Regions from separate parts of the Mus musculus genome. Here regions 2 and 3 are each linked to region 1. A link is a contact called in public HiChIP or PLAC-seq and promoter capture Hi-C data. All regions are on one chromosome and are shown on one strand. Each heading gives the region's core, a stretch centred on a gene start, on an enhancer-like site or on the middle of the called end of the contact. The rest is flanking DNA. Distances are from core to core; before and after follow the strand shown.

Region 1 (4,917 bases), core at 1,690-4,189:
AGAATATTTGAAAGAATCAGAGAGGTAAAAGCTGAGTTTGTGTTTAAGGCTTTCGTTAAGGGGGACGATACCATGGCTGCTGAGCACTGAAGTGGCACTATTGTGACAATCTGTGGAGTCAATTCCCACCTTCTCTGTGACCAATGCAGGTGTCAGGCTTGGTAGCAAGCCTGTAGCCACTGAGCTGGTGACCTGGCCATGATTTTCATTCTTTTTGAGACAAAGTTTCATGTATCCCTGGCTGGCCTTGAACCTGTCATGTAGCTGAGGAAGTCCTTGAACTGTTGCTTCTACAGTTTTTATCTCCCAAGTGTGGGAGCCACCACATCTGACACAGATCAGGTTTGCTTTAAAGAGAATGTGAAAAGCTGAAAAGAGGCTGTGGGCGAGTAAACTGAAGGAGAAAAGTGAAAACAGGAAGGCCACAGGGAAACTTATAATGGCTCAGTGGAGCATGAAGAAAACACAGATTAGGTTGTACAAAATAGTGTACAAAATGGAAAGAGAAATCCCTTTTAGAGGCTGGGATGGTAGCACACCCCTTTTGTTAAATCCCAAATTCGGGAGACGTCGGAAGGCAGTGTCTCTGTGACTTCCAAACCAGTCCCATTTACCCAGCAAGTTCCAGGTCCACTAGGGCTAAAAGCTAGACTGTGTGTCAAAAAAAATTTAAAAGGAAGGAAAACAGTCTTTTAGAGTAGACTTAAGTGCCTGTATTCAGTCATGTGAGCAGGCATAGGAAAAAGGAAGCTTCCTATCCAAGGCAGACAACTTCCGGAATGCATGGTGTCTCAGGTCCTGCTTGCCATTCCTCAGCACTAATTCCCAAACCTGAACCAAACAGCCAATTACCAGGAACGTTTCCAGAGTATGCTGACAAATAATCTTCAAATTTAATTCCACAAAAATTTGCTATTTTTGTTTATGACTATCTCTGAACAGCAGCTGGCTCTGACAAGCAGCAGCAGAACCAAACCAAACAAAAACACATGCCAACATAAGAAACAAAATATCTTTAGTAATTTTGTTTTTCTTGCCATTCCTCAAATTTTCCTAGTTGAGTTCTGCAACATCATTTTCAACAGTCTTCACTGGGACTTAGGAATCTGGAGTGTAGCTAGGGTAGACTGAGGTCAGAGACTATCATCTCCCGATCACCTCATCCCTCCATCCGATTAATCCTGGAAAAATGTTTGGTTTGTCCTTAAGGTGTATTGTCCTCTGGCTAGATAGATGTTTCTAATCACCTCAAGGCAACCAAAAGTAAACACGCAGTGTACTAACCTTGGCCTGTATGAATTCCCCACAACTGGAACCTGAGCACAAACACAATTAAGTTCTCAATACAACTACGGACTGAGAAACTCCCTCCTCCACGACCTGAAACTTGGTCATGCATTTCCCCAACACGCAGATTCCTTCTTAAAGGCTCTACACTGCTCACGATCTCACATCGTGCCTTCCTGAACCTTCCTCCCAAACCTCGCTGCTGAGCAACAGGTACACAACATTCCGTGGTGTGCAAAATCATCTAGTTCATTTTTTGAACAGGGTTTCATGCACTCCAGGTAGGCTGTGAATGACCCTAAATTCCAGATCCTTCCAAGTGCTGAATGAAGGAACTACAAGCAGGCAGGCATACATCACCACACCCAGCACTTTCAGTCACTTCGCTTTCTCCTCCTCTGTTGGACAATGTTCACCACCTCCAAGGTGTTTAACAGATAGAAAAAGTAAAAATGAAAACAGAATCCAGTCCCAGCCATGAATCTGGCCTCAGTTCACTTAACTATAAAGGGCAAATAACACACCTGGCAGGCCTACTTCGTGTCACTCTTAAACCTAATTCAAATCTGAGAAGACTACACAAACTGTCACACTACCCAAATCTCAGATCAAGAAATGATGAGTTTAATCAACACTTACCAAAAAATACAAACAAAAGACAAAAACAAAATAGGCCAGGTCTAGATCAAGTAAATCTTCAGCCACTCAACAAAGTCCAACAAGAAGTATTTTTCTCCAACAATGGGGTACACAGGAGAAGCACACCGGCCAGGTCTAATATTGTCTGATCACTACTAGGTAACTCACTATCTCAGGGCTTTCACCCCAACTCATACAGTAAAGCTATGGCAAGCAAAGATCCTAACATTATTCCTTAAGGGAGGCTGCACCTGAGAAACCGGATGCCTTTACCTGCAATGTCGTAAAGTACTAAAAAAGAGACGAAGGACTAAAGCAGGAGGTAAAGGAACCGAAGCCTGGCTTTAGCACACCTCTTTCAAGCAGTGTGACCTTGGTCAACTTCCTTACTGAGGAAACATCTCCTTTTGCCCCTTTGTAAACCTCAGAGAATCTGAGCGTGCCCACATTTGCTAGGGCTGCCAAAAAGCTTAAAGACTATTACAGCGCACGCCCAAGAAGCCCGTCGTCCAGCTGCAGTCCCGGCTCTTCCAAGGAAGAGTCCCAAGCTCTTCCGCAGGCAAGAGATGCACCCTTCCGGATGCAGGACCTGCCATGACAGCAGTTTCGATTTCCTAAGGAGAGGGGCACTTCCCTCCCCGTTCCAGCATGGCTGGCACAAGAAGCTCCTCTACAGCTTTCTCGAGTCCCGCGGGTGCATTCGCTCCCAGGACCCGACCCCTTTCTCGTTCTGAGACTACCGGGATCGGGGTTGGGGGCGGGGGGTGACGAGTGAAGACAGACTGCAGGAGGGGCGTTGCCATAGGAACGGCGCTGAGAACCCCGGCCCGGGGAGCCCCGAAACGCTACATAGGAAGGCTCGCGAGACACGTGATGCACCGTACGACCACAGCCGGACAACCCTTCCAGGGGCTTCTGTGCCCGGCCAGTGGTACCCCTATTGCTTCGCGTCTTCCCGTGCCACCCCACAAAAAACCTACCTTCCGCCATGTCGGGCCCGGCCCTGCCTACAGCCTCGCGATAAATGCCGGCGCAAGGGAATCATCAAGTCTCGCGAGAATGGATGGAGGCGTGGCAAAGGGAGGAGCCAGAGCAGACAAGGGGTGAATGAAAGTGGAGCGGGAAGTTGCTCTAGGCGGGAGGTCCGAGTCCCACTTCGTTTTGGAAGGTTTGACAAGCGCGGACTGGGCTATCTCGTACTCCAGGCGATCGTCAGGGTAGAGCAAACATGGACTATTCTGAGGCAGGGACTGCGGATCTTTAAGTTACTTTGTAACCACGTGGGACGCTGTCCTAATACTTAAATGATAGCATTTCTCCAGGGCTTTGGGAATTTTTATGGCTAAAACCAGACAACTTGGGTTATCAAACAGGCAAACACACTGGTTACAAATATAGGGGTCGCAAAAACTGCAAATCTCTATACAATTTTATGTAAGCAAAATTGTGAGATCCCTGAGGTCAAAGTGGCAAAGCCAAATAACACTAGGAGCTAATAACGGTTGACAAGGCCATGGAGAAGGAATTCAGATTGTAAACCAGGAGCTTAAACCTTTTGTGAATGTGAGAATGATTAGATGATTTTTATAATAGCAAAATAGAGGGCTGACAATCCTAGATAGTATGCCTTTTTTGGCTGTGGAGTAGGTAGAGTGGGGAATTGAGACAGGGTTTCTCTACATAATCCTGGCTGTTCTGGAACTTACTATGTAGACCAGGCTGGCCTGACACTGATAAGAGACCCTAGTGCCTCTGCCTGGAGTGCTGCGATTAAAGGCAAGTGCCACCACACTTGACATAAATACTTTTTCTTGGCCCGGGTAACGAATATGTACTTAGCACACCTGAAGCCTCCAGGTCAACAAAGGAGAATAGAAATAATGCATCAACAGTTAAGTAGTGACTTAGAGAACAGTTAAGATTTTAGGAAGATCTGCCACAGTTAAAGAAAGCATTAGAGGGCAATGAAATGGAATAATGAAGGGATTGAGTTCAGATTATAAAAATGTAAGGGCAATGGTTAAAATTTTGAAAAGGGGACGACCCTGGCTGAAAAACACTTAGAAAATGGAAGAGAAGGACACTTAAATACATTAAGGATAATTATGTACTAAAAACTGATGTTCCGATTGTAGCAGACTACAGTAGTGAAGGAAATAACAGGGCAGTGTTAAAGTAGTGGCCCTGGATAAGCGACATGTGATTAAAGAAACAATATTTGTTAGTTTCAATAGAAGTGCCTGAGCTCAAAGCTTCACTGCCTTGCTGAGGATGGTTCATAGGTGTGTCAAATGAGTTTTTGAGATCTTCAGGTGGCTAGATAAACCAGCTTTGAGCATAAACAGACTCTTCTATCCCCTAAAAATACTCAAGCTCCTAACATTAAAACAACTTAACTGGTTGGAAAGTGCTGTCATATCTGACATCTGTTTGCAGCATGTTTTCTCTTTGCCTTGCTTTGCAAGCCCAGCAAACTTAATCTGAGCCAGGTTTTTTGTTTGTTTTTGTTTTCACTTTTTTGGACAAGTCTCATGGAGTACAGACTGGTCTAGAATTACTGGTCCTCCTGCTTTTCCAAATGCTAGGGTCAGAGGTATCCATGGATGGAGGCGTGGCAAAGGGAGGAGCCAGAGCAGACAAGGGGTGAATGAAAGTGGAGCGGGAAGTTGCTCTAGGCGGGAGATCCGAGTCCCACTTCGTTTTGGAAGGTTTGACAAGGCTCCAACTTGTTTCTAGTTGAGATACTCTTGCCCTGGATTATCCTAAAAATTTGGCCAGATCCTTTATGATGCACAGATACCAAAATCTACTATCAAGAAACTTGCTTAATAAAAACATGGTTTCTAGTATTGTGAAGAATGAGATTTTGTGAGCATTCAAGTACTGTATTTCTTTTATAGGTTATGTGTGAAAGTGTAGCATGTTTGTGGAGGCCAGAGGTCAAGGTACCTTGCTCATTTGTAGTTCACTCATTTTTCTGAGAGCGTCTGT
Region 2 (4,917 bases), core at 1,436-3,935, 2.1 Mb before region 1:
CCCCACCTCTCACTATTTGGGGGAAGGGCTGTGTGATTTCTTAAGGGGGCTTTTCCCAGGTTCCTCTGCAGAGGCGCATCCACCAACCCACATGCCCTTACAGGTAGGCTTAACAGAGCACAGCAGAAGGGGGGGGGGGGGCTTCACCCTTTTTCTATATGGCTTGGAAGGTGAAATAAGAGTTCCCCAGAGGCAACAGTAGGGTCAATCCTGTTCCTCTCTCCAAGACTGCCTGATTACATGGGGGGGGGGGGGTATGATTGGTATTCCTGATCTGCATTGTGTTGACGGTAGCAGCAGATGACTCTTCCTCTCAAACTCTTCAATTTTCCCCCTCCCCACATCCGCCGCTGAGAGGGGTATACTAGTCGCTCTGGTTAACCACCAGCACTTGCTTGACCCTGCTCTGGACTCAAAACACAAAGGGGAGGGACATGTGGACAGATACCCCAGCCATCCATTCTGCAAAAAACCTAAGCACTTGGGTCTTGCAAATCTCCAGTGACTCCTGACCTTGAGTGGCTACTCGGTCTGACAAGGCCTGCGAACCTGCAGCTCCTCCGCCCCTTGCGGGCTACCACTCCTCCCGCCCCACCGCGCGGAACAAGCTGCAGGCGCGCGCGCGCCTTTGTGCGCGGGCACACAACACACACACTACTACCTCCTGCATGACTCATCACTGAAGCAACAATAGGCAGAAAGAAAGGGAAGGAGGGCGAAGAACTCCACCACAACACTACCGACTGAAGGGTTCTGAGGGGGTAGGGGAACCAGGAATCCCTAGGAACTGCACACACACTGCTTCAGAACTGAGGCCCTCACAAGAGGCTGGAAAGCGGGGGTCTTTTCCCTTCGGCCCCTATTTAAGCAGCACTCGAAGGCTAGGGACCATAGCCAAAGCGGGTGGATGACAGTCTCATAAACCCTCTTTTAGCCTCTGAGGGCGCGCCAAAGTTTACCCTTCTTAGGCGAGCTTATAACAATGTGGCCGGGTTGTTGCCAGAAGGGCTTAGGGACACTGTTAGTGGGTCAGTGAGATGTTACTTATAGATGTCACCCTGAGATTCTGAGGATTCCCTCGCTACAGGATCAAAAACAGGAGGATCCAGCAAGAGCCTAGGTGAACATAGCTCCTCCTACCCAGGGCAAAGGCTCTCCCTGGGAGATGGCCAGCAACCAGAGCTGGAGGCCAACCCGACTCCAGGCCCCTCGCCAGCCCCGCCCAGACCCCGCCCCTAGGCAACCGCGAGGCGGTGAGGAGGGGCCGGGCCGCACAGTCCCCAGCGGGAGTGTCCCCCGTGCACGTGGTCGGGGGCGGGGCCTGACTACGTCAGCAGTCCGGGTAACCAACGGGCTTGGGACGCAGGCACACGCAACATTCCAGCCAAGAGCGGGTTTGAAACGCGCAGACACGCCACATTCCACACCGGCTAAAGCAGGGCAAGGCAGGGGGGCCTAGGGCTGCCCCCAGCGACCCGCGGGACACTCACATGCACCCAATCAGCGCAGCTCTCAGCCAAAGCTAGACGTGCGACCCAGCCCAGCTCTGGGAGGCGGGGTCAGGCGGGGCTGGCCAGGATCATAAGACACGCGATGTCATTTCATTCTGCAAAGGCCGCCTCCGCCCCAAGCAGCGCGTAGATCTGCCGGGAGCGCTCCCCGCACCCTCCAGCCCAGGCCAGGGAATCCGAAGAGCAGCTCGGCGTAGAGTATTCCCCACCCCCACTCAGTTACGCACACGCCCACTCGTGTGCTGTACAAACACACCCGTGTACAGGTCCGTTCATCCGCTCTTCCCCGGTTCCCATCACACATCATCTTGGTGCTCACACGCAAGCACACGCGGGTCTGCCACCCCCACACATCAACATCCCTCTCCCCATCCCCCGGTTCACACATCCTCAATGGTAGCGAGGGCGCCGCCCGCCCACAACTAAGGGGCCCCCCACTGAAGGTGTACGGGGGTGCCAGTCAGCTAGGGTGGTACCCGCAGAAACTGGGTCCTTCTTTGCATGTTAATGAATTCATTAATTATTTTCAACGTTCGCATCACTCCTCCCGGACGGCAGCTCTTGCGGGGAGTTTGTGCCCGGCTTTTTAGGTCGCGCCATAGAGGGGCCTCCCTGCGATTTCCAGTGGGTTCAGGGATCGGGGTCACTGGCCTCCCCTTCTGCCCAGTGCCCCAGGGGCCCAGCCGGGCCGCTCACCACGTGCTCTCTGTTGTTGCTGCGCTTGCCATTCCAGGAAGCGGGCCGCCTCCAGTAGCGTCTCTATGCTCATCGCGGCGAGAGCAGCCGGGGGCGCGCCGGGGCCGAGGCTGCGGCCCGCGAGCCAAGCACAGGTCAGGCTGGCGGGCCGGCAGGAGGGAGGGATCACCTCCGGGGGGCGACAGGGCTGGGCGGCGCAGCGCACTCCTCAGAAAAGAACGGGGGAGCACGGGGAGAAAAATCAATGTCTCCCAAAATATTTGCAAAATAAAAATTTGCAAATTAAAAAAATTTTGATGCAAAAAATAAAAAAGGCGGCACTGCCTTCTTCCTTCCTTCTTCCTCTTCCTCCCTTCCGATGCCTCCCGCCCCGCGGCCCCCGGAGTCCCGCCGACAAGAAAGGGCTTTGCAACAAGATGGCGAGGAGGCACCGACACACACAACAAGGGAAGGAGCCGCGCTGCCCCCGGCCGCCGCCCCCGCTACTACACCGGGGCCGCAGCCAAAGCCCGGACCGGAGCCCCCGCCCGCAGGGCCGCGGCGTCTCACTGAGGGCGGGGCCGCGCCAGGGATGGCCCCGCCCACCGCGCGCGCACACGTGGCTTGGGTGGGGGTGAGAAGATGGAACCAGGCTTCCTCGCTGTTTCCGCTTTCCCTACTTGCCCCTCCTCTCCGTGGCCAGCCACAAGTTAAACGGGGTTTGCGTGCTTAGGGCATTCACGGCGGGATCTGCCTTGCTGAGAGAATGGGAAGCCCAAGGCTTCGGTTAGCTGAGACAGCGGTGACACAGGTCAGGGAGACCTATAGTCTGACCCCTAGGTCTCTTCGCCCCACGTAGACACGACCTAAATCCCGCAGCCGTCCGGTCTGTCGCAATTCCCCCCGGGATCCGCCCCTGGGCGGAGCTGACAGCAGGCTGCTAGAGTCCTGACAGAGGGACGGGAGAGCTGATCCCGTTCCGGATTTTGTCTCTGTTCCTCCCCCCGCAGTGCGTTCGCATCCTATTAGGCTACATCACCAGGCCGCCCGCCAATGGGCGGGCAGGACAACACGGCATGGAGCAGCTCCACATGGACACCCCGCGCCGCCAGCCTTCGGTTTAAAGGGACAGTGTCTACAGGGTCGTATTAGCGGGTGCGGATAGGGCCACCGGGTGACGGAAGGGTGAGACACCTACAGGGGAATTCCGCAGTCCATCCCCTGCTTTACATTACCCTCCCATTCAAAACCAGGGCTTACTTCCCTTCTCCTAAATTCTTTGTCCACCGGTTTCTGATATGGGTGGGGACTAAAAGTGTGCCACTCTAGAGGGCACCTCGTTGTTGGGCCCCGGCACCAGTAATCAAAAGGAGAAGCGTCCAAAGCCCAGGCCGAGGAGGCGTGGCCTAAATCAGGAACAACAACGTGGAGGGCGGAAGCCGCGCGCTACCCTAGCGGCCCGCTGGGCGCGGGGCGGGGTCGCTCACTGTGTTGGGTTGGAACCGCGCACTCTCCTAAGCTCGCCAGTCAGTCTTTATCTTGGCTGCAGGGCTTAGGACTGTCCCTAGGTACAGTCAGAAAGATCTTTGAAGTCAGCTTGCCCAAATCATTGCACTTTGCAGGTAAGAAAACTGAGGCCCAAGTGAAGGGACTACTCCAACTGCTCCTTGTTCATTGAGCAACTCGTAGTCTAGTCAGACCTCTCTCAACCGCCAGCTGCCTCTTACCACCTCGGGTCCTCGCAAAAGTGAAGAACTATCAAACTGCAGTTCAGGAAGGGGGCTGAGCACTTACATCTTCTTGATTAGGACAACAAAAATATCCTACATCTGGAACTCTCTTTGGTGGAAAGCCATACAATCTCCATTCGTACAGTTAGCATTGAAAAGCACTAGAATATTATGGGCACAACGAAGCCGATGCAATTACTCTCAGTGCTAGGGATAGTCAGTTACCTGTTAATGCTTCAACCTCCATGGTAGCCAATGCAAGGGAAATGGAGACATGCCAGTCGGTGCTTTCAGGATCTTGGGCTCCATCGCACAGCACCGGAAACCCAACCATAAGATCGTAGAGCGGGCCACCGTGACAATCCAACCTATCCAACATTACCTGCCTACTTCAGGAGCTGCCAGGAACACAGAACAAAAGAGGGTGGCGGGTCTCCCTTCCCCTTCAGGTTTATCCTAGAGAAAGACACCCGGCACAGCTGAATGGAGTCTTTGATCTTGATGTATTGAACTGTAGCGTGTGAACCTGAGCATGAATAACTCTTATGCAAATGTCCAGTGTCACTAAGAAGCTAAAGCAAAGGAAAATACTAGGGATATACTAGGTAACATTCATTTAACAAGCACATGCCAGACAACTGGCTAAGTATGTTTATAGGTAAGACCAGGTGATCTTTAGTGAGAAGGTAGACTCTTGAGAGCCCAGTTGTCTACAGGTTAAGCAGCCTTTTCTTAGAAGCCTACAGGGGTGCAGGCTCTGCCTTTCCATCCTGGTGTCTACTTGCTTTGGGTGTTATTGCACCTGACCTACACATACTACAGAACATGGAGATGCCAGAGGTGGCGCTACCGGCCTTTTTGTTGTTGTTTTGCATGGAAGCCAACACCATTCACTCAAACTGTCCAGCTTGTCCTGTCTCCCTCAAGTGGCCCACAGCAATCATACAAAGCCAAGTGCTTCTAATCTTGTGAAGGACCAGTTCTGTGACAAAAAAGAAATT
Region 3 (4,917 bases), core at 1,663-4,162, 2.0 Mb before region 1:
CGACTTTTACCAGCATGCTGGGCATCAAACTCAGGTCCTGATGTTTGAGGAGCAAGCACTTTACCTACAGAGCAATCTCTCTAGCTCCTTAGAACAAAGTTTTAACATTTTTCCTTTGGCCATACTTATAGAAGACATTTTGTTCTCTCCCCAGTAGCAATATTTTTGGACTGTTTCTTCCAGTCAGCTTATTTGCAGAATTGTTTTAAGTAACACTAATTTTGCTGCAGCAATTGAAACAAATGTTTCCATTTTGAAAATGTCTACTGGAAAAATAAAGATTTGTAATTCAAATGAATGGAGGGATTGTTAGATTGTTCTTAGGAAAAAAAATGAAATGTTTATTTTTTCCACAAGAAAATATAAACACTACTCAAGACATCCATTAGTAAATTTCTCCTGAGGAGACCTAGGTTCTACAGAAGGACTTATGAACTATGATTGATGGCACAGATGTCTTAATTCTCCATTTTCATTAGACAAGTATTTGTCAAAGTGGATATACAGTGTTAGCAACTAACTGAAAACGCACAGAACTGTAACACACTTGCTTCATGTCAACTTAAGCATATAATCTGTTCAGAAAAATTATAATCCAGGGAGAAAAATGTTATATCTTCCCCCAAAGGAGACTTACTGCTTTTTTGAAGGATTGCTACAAAAATAAAATCTTTACTTATTTTAGGACATAATTGTACAATCTAGGTCTTACATTTTTTTCTATACATAAAAGCATGTGATCTCAAGGCTTATGCGAGTTAAGGCTACCTACTTGTATTAAGTTGGTGTTTATCAATGTGCTTCCAAGCAATTTTGTTGACTTTTAGAGCATTCATTAAAAAAAAAAAACCCAAAAGAACTTATTCACTCATCTGATTAAATATTAAACAAGATACCAGGCAATATTAAATATTTCAAAAGATAAAATATGAGAGGTGGGTGAATTCTTAGAATCAGGGAGAATCAGGGACAATTTAATTTAATGAATGTTTCTTGGCTGCTTTTGGATATAAGTGATAGGATCAAGCCTCTGTCTCATGCTGTCCATAGTTTTGACTATAGAATCCAAAAACTGAAACTCTGGACATAACCTTTTAAAGATTATTTGATTTAGTTTCTTGTGTTGATGAAGAAAAAAAAAAAAAGAACTAATCCCTTAAGGTCATTGGTTTATGTTTTTTAAAAAAATTTCTAGGGATAAAGATAGCCCATCCCAATACAAAGAGCCTGGCTTTGGTACTAGATAGTAATGGTTACATGAGTTACACATCAAACCTCAGGCCTTAACCCATGCAACATCTAATCTCACAAAGCCTCACAGCTATGTCAATTCTATAATGTTTTCTTTTCTTTCTCTCAGCAAGTACTCTCCTACTGAGCTGTCTCTTCACCCTTTTAAAAGTGATAAATTTAAAAACATTTGAGTTTTCCAGGTAGCCCTTAAACTTGTGATCCTCATTCTTCAGCCATTCCATGCTGGAATAAGGGATGTGTGCTTCCTTCCACCCAAGGTTTGCTCCATTATTATTTATTCTTGGAGACAGGGTTTCTCTATGTAGTTGTCTGTCCTGGAATTCACTGGGTAGAGAAGGCTCTTGAACTTGGAAAGATCCACCTGTCTCTGCCTCCAAAGTGCTGATATTAAAACACCATGTCCAGCTTTAAATCATTATTTTAAGATAGGGTCTTACTATATACACCATGCTGGCTTCAAACTCGTGGCAAGTCTCCTGCCTCCGTCTCCTCAGTGTTAGCATTACAGATGTGAGTCACCCTAGCTTGTTTATTACTATCATCATTGTTTTTTGTTTTTTATAAAAAGGATGCTCCTGAGGCTTGCAGAGAACTTCTGGGCTCTTGCTGGTCTCCTGCCTCCTGAGTAGCTTGGGCTACGTGCCATGTGCCACTTTGTTTGGCTACTGGGTTTATTTTATACTGATACTGAGGCCAAAAAGAGATATGATAATTTAGTCAAGGTCACATTCCCAGTGGTGACACCAGGATTCATACTGGAGACATTAACTCTGCAGCTTCCCAAGTGATTTTTACAGTATTTACCTTCATCGAGGGACGCAATAGAATCAGTTAAGCCTCAGTGCTGGAAAACACAAGTGGATAATGAAGTAATCTCATTCAATACTTAAATATCCTATATTGAATAATTCAGAGCCCCAAACCTTCCCTTTCAAAAATCAAGTGTCTCTTTGTGGAATAAATTGACATCAAATCCCCCCAGATTTGTCATCAATATACAATTCATAATATAATAAAACACAGACATGTCTTGTAGAGAATAAAGTTCCAGGTCTTTCTGTGGATTTCAGTTTCCAGAATCTCTGATGAATACATGTGACTAAGGAAAAGAATAGCTGAATCACATCTACAGGCGATTCCTTCCGATTAAAAATCTGTACCAGAAAGGAACACAAGGCAATCCATCTGCCTTTTAACCTCAACAGCTCTTCTGCCCAAGCCCACCAATTTACTTTGGTCCTTTTGGGTGGGTGGGTAGGTGGGGGATGGGGAATAATCCCACAGGCTAAGGCAGAAAGGAAGCATCCTGGCTTGGCTCCTGCTCTAGCCAGCAGGGGCCGAAATGCCAGTGCACCGGGTACCCGCGGTCCGCCGGGACAGCGCAGTGACCGCTGAGGCAGAGCAAGAGTCGTGATGGACGCCAGCCGTCAGGCAGTTTAGAGCAAAAGGGAAGCTTCCCAAGGGATCAGGGGGCAGAAGCGAGAAAAGCCGCGGACGGGACGCAAGCTCGCCGGTCGGCTCGGGTACAGCCGCCAGCTCACCCTGCGGAAGGGCGCGCGGCCCAGGCCCAGGCCCAGGCCCAGGCCCGGCCCGCGCATGCGCCGCGGGCCCTCCGCTCCCCTCCCTCTTCCTGGCGGGTCTGGGGCGGCGGCGGCGCGGTGACGTCAGGGCGTTGGGGCAGCTCCTGTGACAGACGGAGCTGGAGCGGCGGGGCGGCGGCGGAGTCCGGCGGCCGAGATAGCGAGTGAGGGAGCGAAGGAGCAGCGAGCCGAGAGTCCAGGGAGCGAGGAGGACCCGGAGGGGAGCGCTCAGGCGCGAGCGAGAGGACGAGCGAACGCTGGGCTAGGGCTCGAGCCCCGGAACGGCCGAGGAGCCCGCCCGCGGCCCTCCCCTCCCCCTCCCCGGGACCGGGCCCAGCGCGCCATCCTCCCCCTCCCTCCCTCCCTCCCTCCTTCCTCCCTTCCCTCTCCCTCCCCCTCCCCCGCTGGTGGATGGGAGTGAAGGACGGAAGAGGCCCTGCGGAGGCGGTGGTGCAGCGCTCCGGTAAGGCGGCGACGCTCTGCGCCCTCCCCTCTGTCTCTTCCATCGCGCTCGGGTGGCTGCGGGCCGGGCCGGCGGCCTGACGATGTGGCTGCGCCGGTCCCCTCCCTCCCATTCTCCCCTCCCCCTGCCGCCGCTGCCTCCTCCTTCTTCTTCTCCTCTCCTCGCTCTCAAAATGGCGGCCGCGACGGCCGTTGAGTGAGAGGCACCGAGGAGGGGGCCCTGGCCTGGGAGGGCGCTGCCCTGGCTCCGGTTCCTCCGACCCTGGCAGTGGGCTACTCAGGCTGCTGAGGGTTCAAGCCGTGGCCTCTCGGGCGGCATCGCCCTCCTGCCGCCGTGACTTAGCAAGAAAAGTATTCTTGGGTGGGAAGGGCGTGGATAGCAGGTCGCTCTCTGATCTTGGGGAAAGGGCTCAGCCCTCCTGGGCCGCGGAAGCGAACCCGCAGTCCCCACCCCTCCTTGGCTGGCGACTCGCCGCCGGGGCTCCAGCAGCTACCAGGCCTTCCAGGCGTCGGGTTCTCCGCTTGTCCTTAGGTTGAGGGTGGACCCGGGGAGGATGGCCCGCCGCTCAGGCCCTCGGCCCCCCGGTGCGGTGGTGGTCCAGCCTCTGCATTCAGTAAAGATCTGCAGCATCCACCCACCGAATCGGGCAGGATTTTCCTTTTTGCTACTGACTCCTCGCACGGGAGTTGTCTTTTGACGTTGCTAACACTGAGCTCCCAGGTTCTCGATCATTCCCTTCATCCCATCTCTCCACTCCATTAGGAAACGCTGTGACTATTTACCCTCTCTAGCCTCCCAGGTGAGAAAATGTTTTTTTGAGACGGTGGGCTGATTTCGTCTCCCAAGAGGAAAGAATTTCAGTCTTGAGATAGGAGAAAGCAAGGTGCCTGGCTTTATTTGTTATCCTGCCTGCTTTTTCCAGTGACTTAGCAAGAAACTCCTTGGGAGGAGCGCAGGAAATTTTCTGTTGAGGTTGGGTTTGGGTGTAATTCCTATCAGTATTTTTGGCTAAGAAATTGTGCCTTTGAAGAGTACCAGATTTGTGGTCTCATTCTCAATGGGCGATGTCATGTCAAGGATACCTCCTCCTCACCCCCCCCCCCCTTTAAGAGACAATTGGGAGAAAATAAAATTACTGCTTTTCTTACCTTTAATTTCAAACACACCCTCCTAAAGATTCACAACCTTTAAAAGATCCAGTAACATAAAGGTCATTTTAGCAATTCTCTTTTTGTTGGGTTGGCTTGTTTTGTGTGAAATTTCTTTTCTGGGGGTGGGATGGTGGAGACTTTGTTTGGGCCTCATGCCAGTAATATTGTCTTCTCTCTTCATTTTGCCACAGCAGTTGTTTGCTGTGTTTCCCCCTGCAGTAGAGCTTGATTGCTGCAGGATTCAATCCCTTAATTAGGAATATTCTTAGTTGGATATGCTAGTAATACTATGCTGAATTTACATTAAAAGCTTTAACTTTAAAATTTGATTTGGTATTAAGGCTTTAGCAAGCTTTTATTTCTAATATGTGTCTTTCAGGACATAGTTGTGCAAATAATTGGCAGTTACAAATTGTGTTTTTTTATTAACACAGAATATGAATTTAGAGTAATTTACTCCTTCACGGTC

What was found. Promoter capture Hi-C pulls out the DNA fragments that hold promoters and counts their contacts. HiChIP or PLAC-seq counts read pairs in DNA pulled down with a chosen protein or histone mark.
Region 2: a promoter capture Hi-C map of hippocampal neurons shows a contact between it and region 1, with 6 times the contacts expected there. The contact joins the promoter of Mnt here to the promoter of Ankfy1 in region 1. A contact is called at or near these places in 7 of 39 promoter capture datasets (the C10 cell line, cranial neural crest, embryonic stem cells and 4 more), 4 of 115 datasets of contacts at active chromatin or transcription factors (the NIH/3T3 cell line, astrocytes, embryonic forebrain and 1 more) and 1 of 9 other capture datasets (adipose tissue).
Region 3: a contact with region 1 is called in an H3K27ac HiChIP or PLAC-seq map of embryonic stem cells, with 7 times the contacts expected there. The contact joins the promoter of Pafah1b1 here to the promoter of Ankfy1 in region 1. A contact is called at or near these places in 13 of 39 promoter capture datasets (the 3T3-L1 cell line, 3T3-L1-derived adipocytes, the C10 cell line and 8 more), 1 of 484 Hi-C or Micro-C datasets (B cells), 3 of 115 datasets of contacts at active chromatin or transcription factors (astrocytes, embryonic stem cells and large pre-B cells) and 1 of 9 other capture datasets (liver).

What each region holds. Positions count from the first base shown.
Region 1 is chr11:72,688,024-72,692,940 of GRCm38.p6, reverse strand. It overlaps Ankfy1 (ankyrin repeat and FYVE domain containing 1), which reads right to left and starts at 2,939. Exons shown (of 25, transcript NM_009671.5): 1 at 2,907-2,939. The coding sequence starts at 2,916.
Region 2 is chr11:74,828,692-74,833,608 of GRCm38.p6, reverse strand. It overlaps Mnt (max binding protein), which reads right to left and starts at 2,685. Exons shown (of 6, transcript NM_010813.3): 1 at 2,208-2,685. The coding sequence starts at 2,280.
Region 3 is chr11:74,722,379-74,727,295 of GRCm38.p6, reverse strand. It overlaps Pafah1b1 (platelet-activating factor acetylhydrolase, isoform 1b, subunit 1), which reads left to right and starts at 2,912. Exons shown (of 11, transcript NM_013625.4): 1 at 2,912-3,297.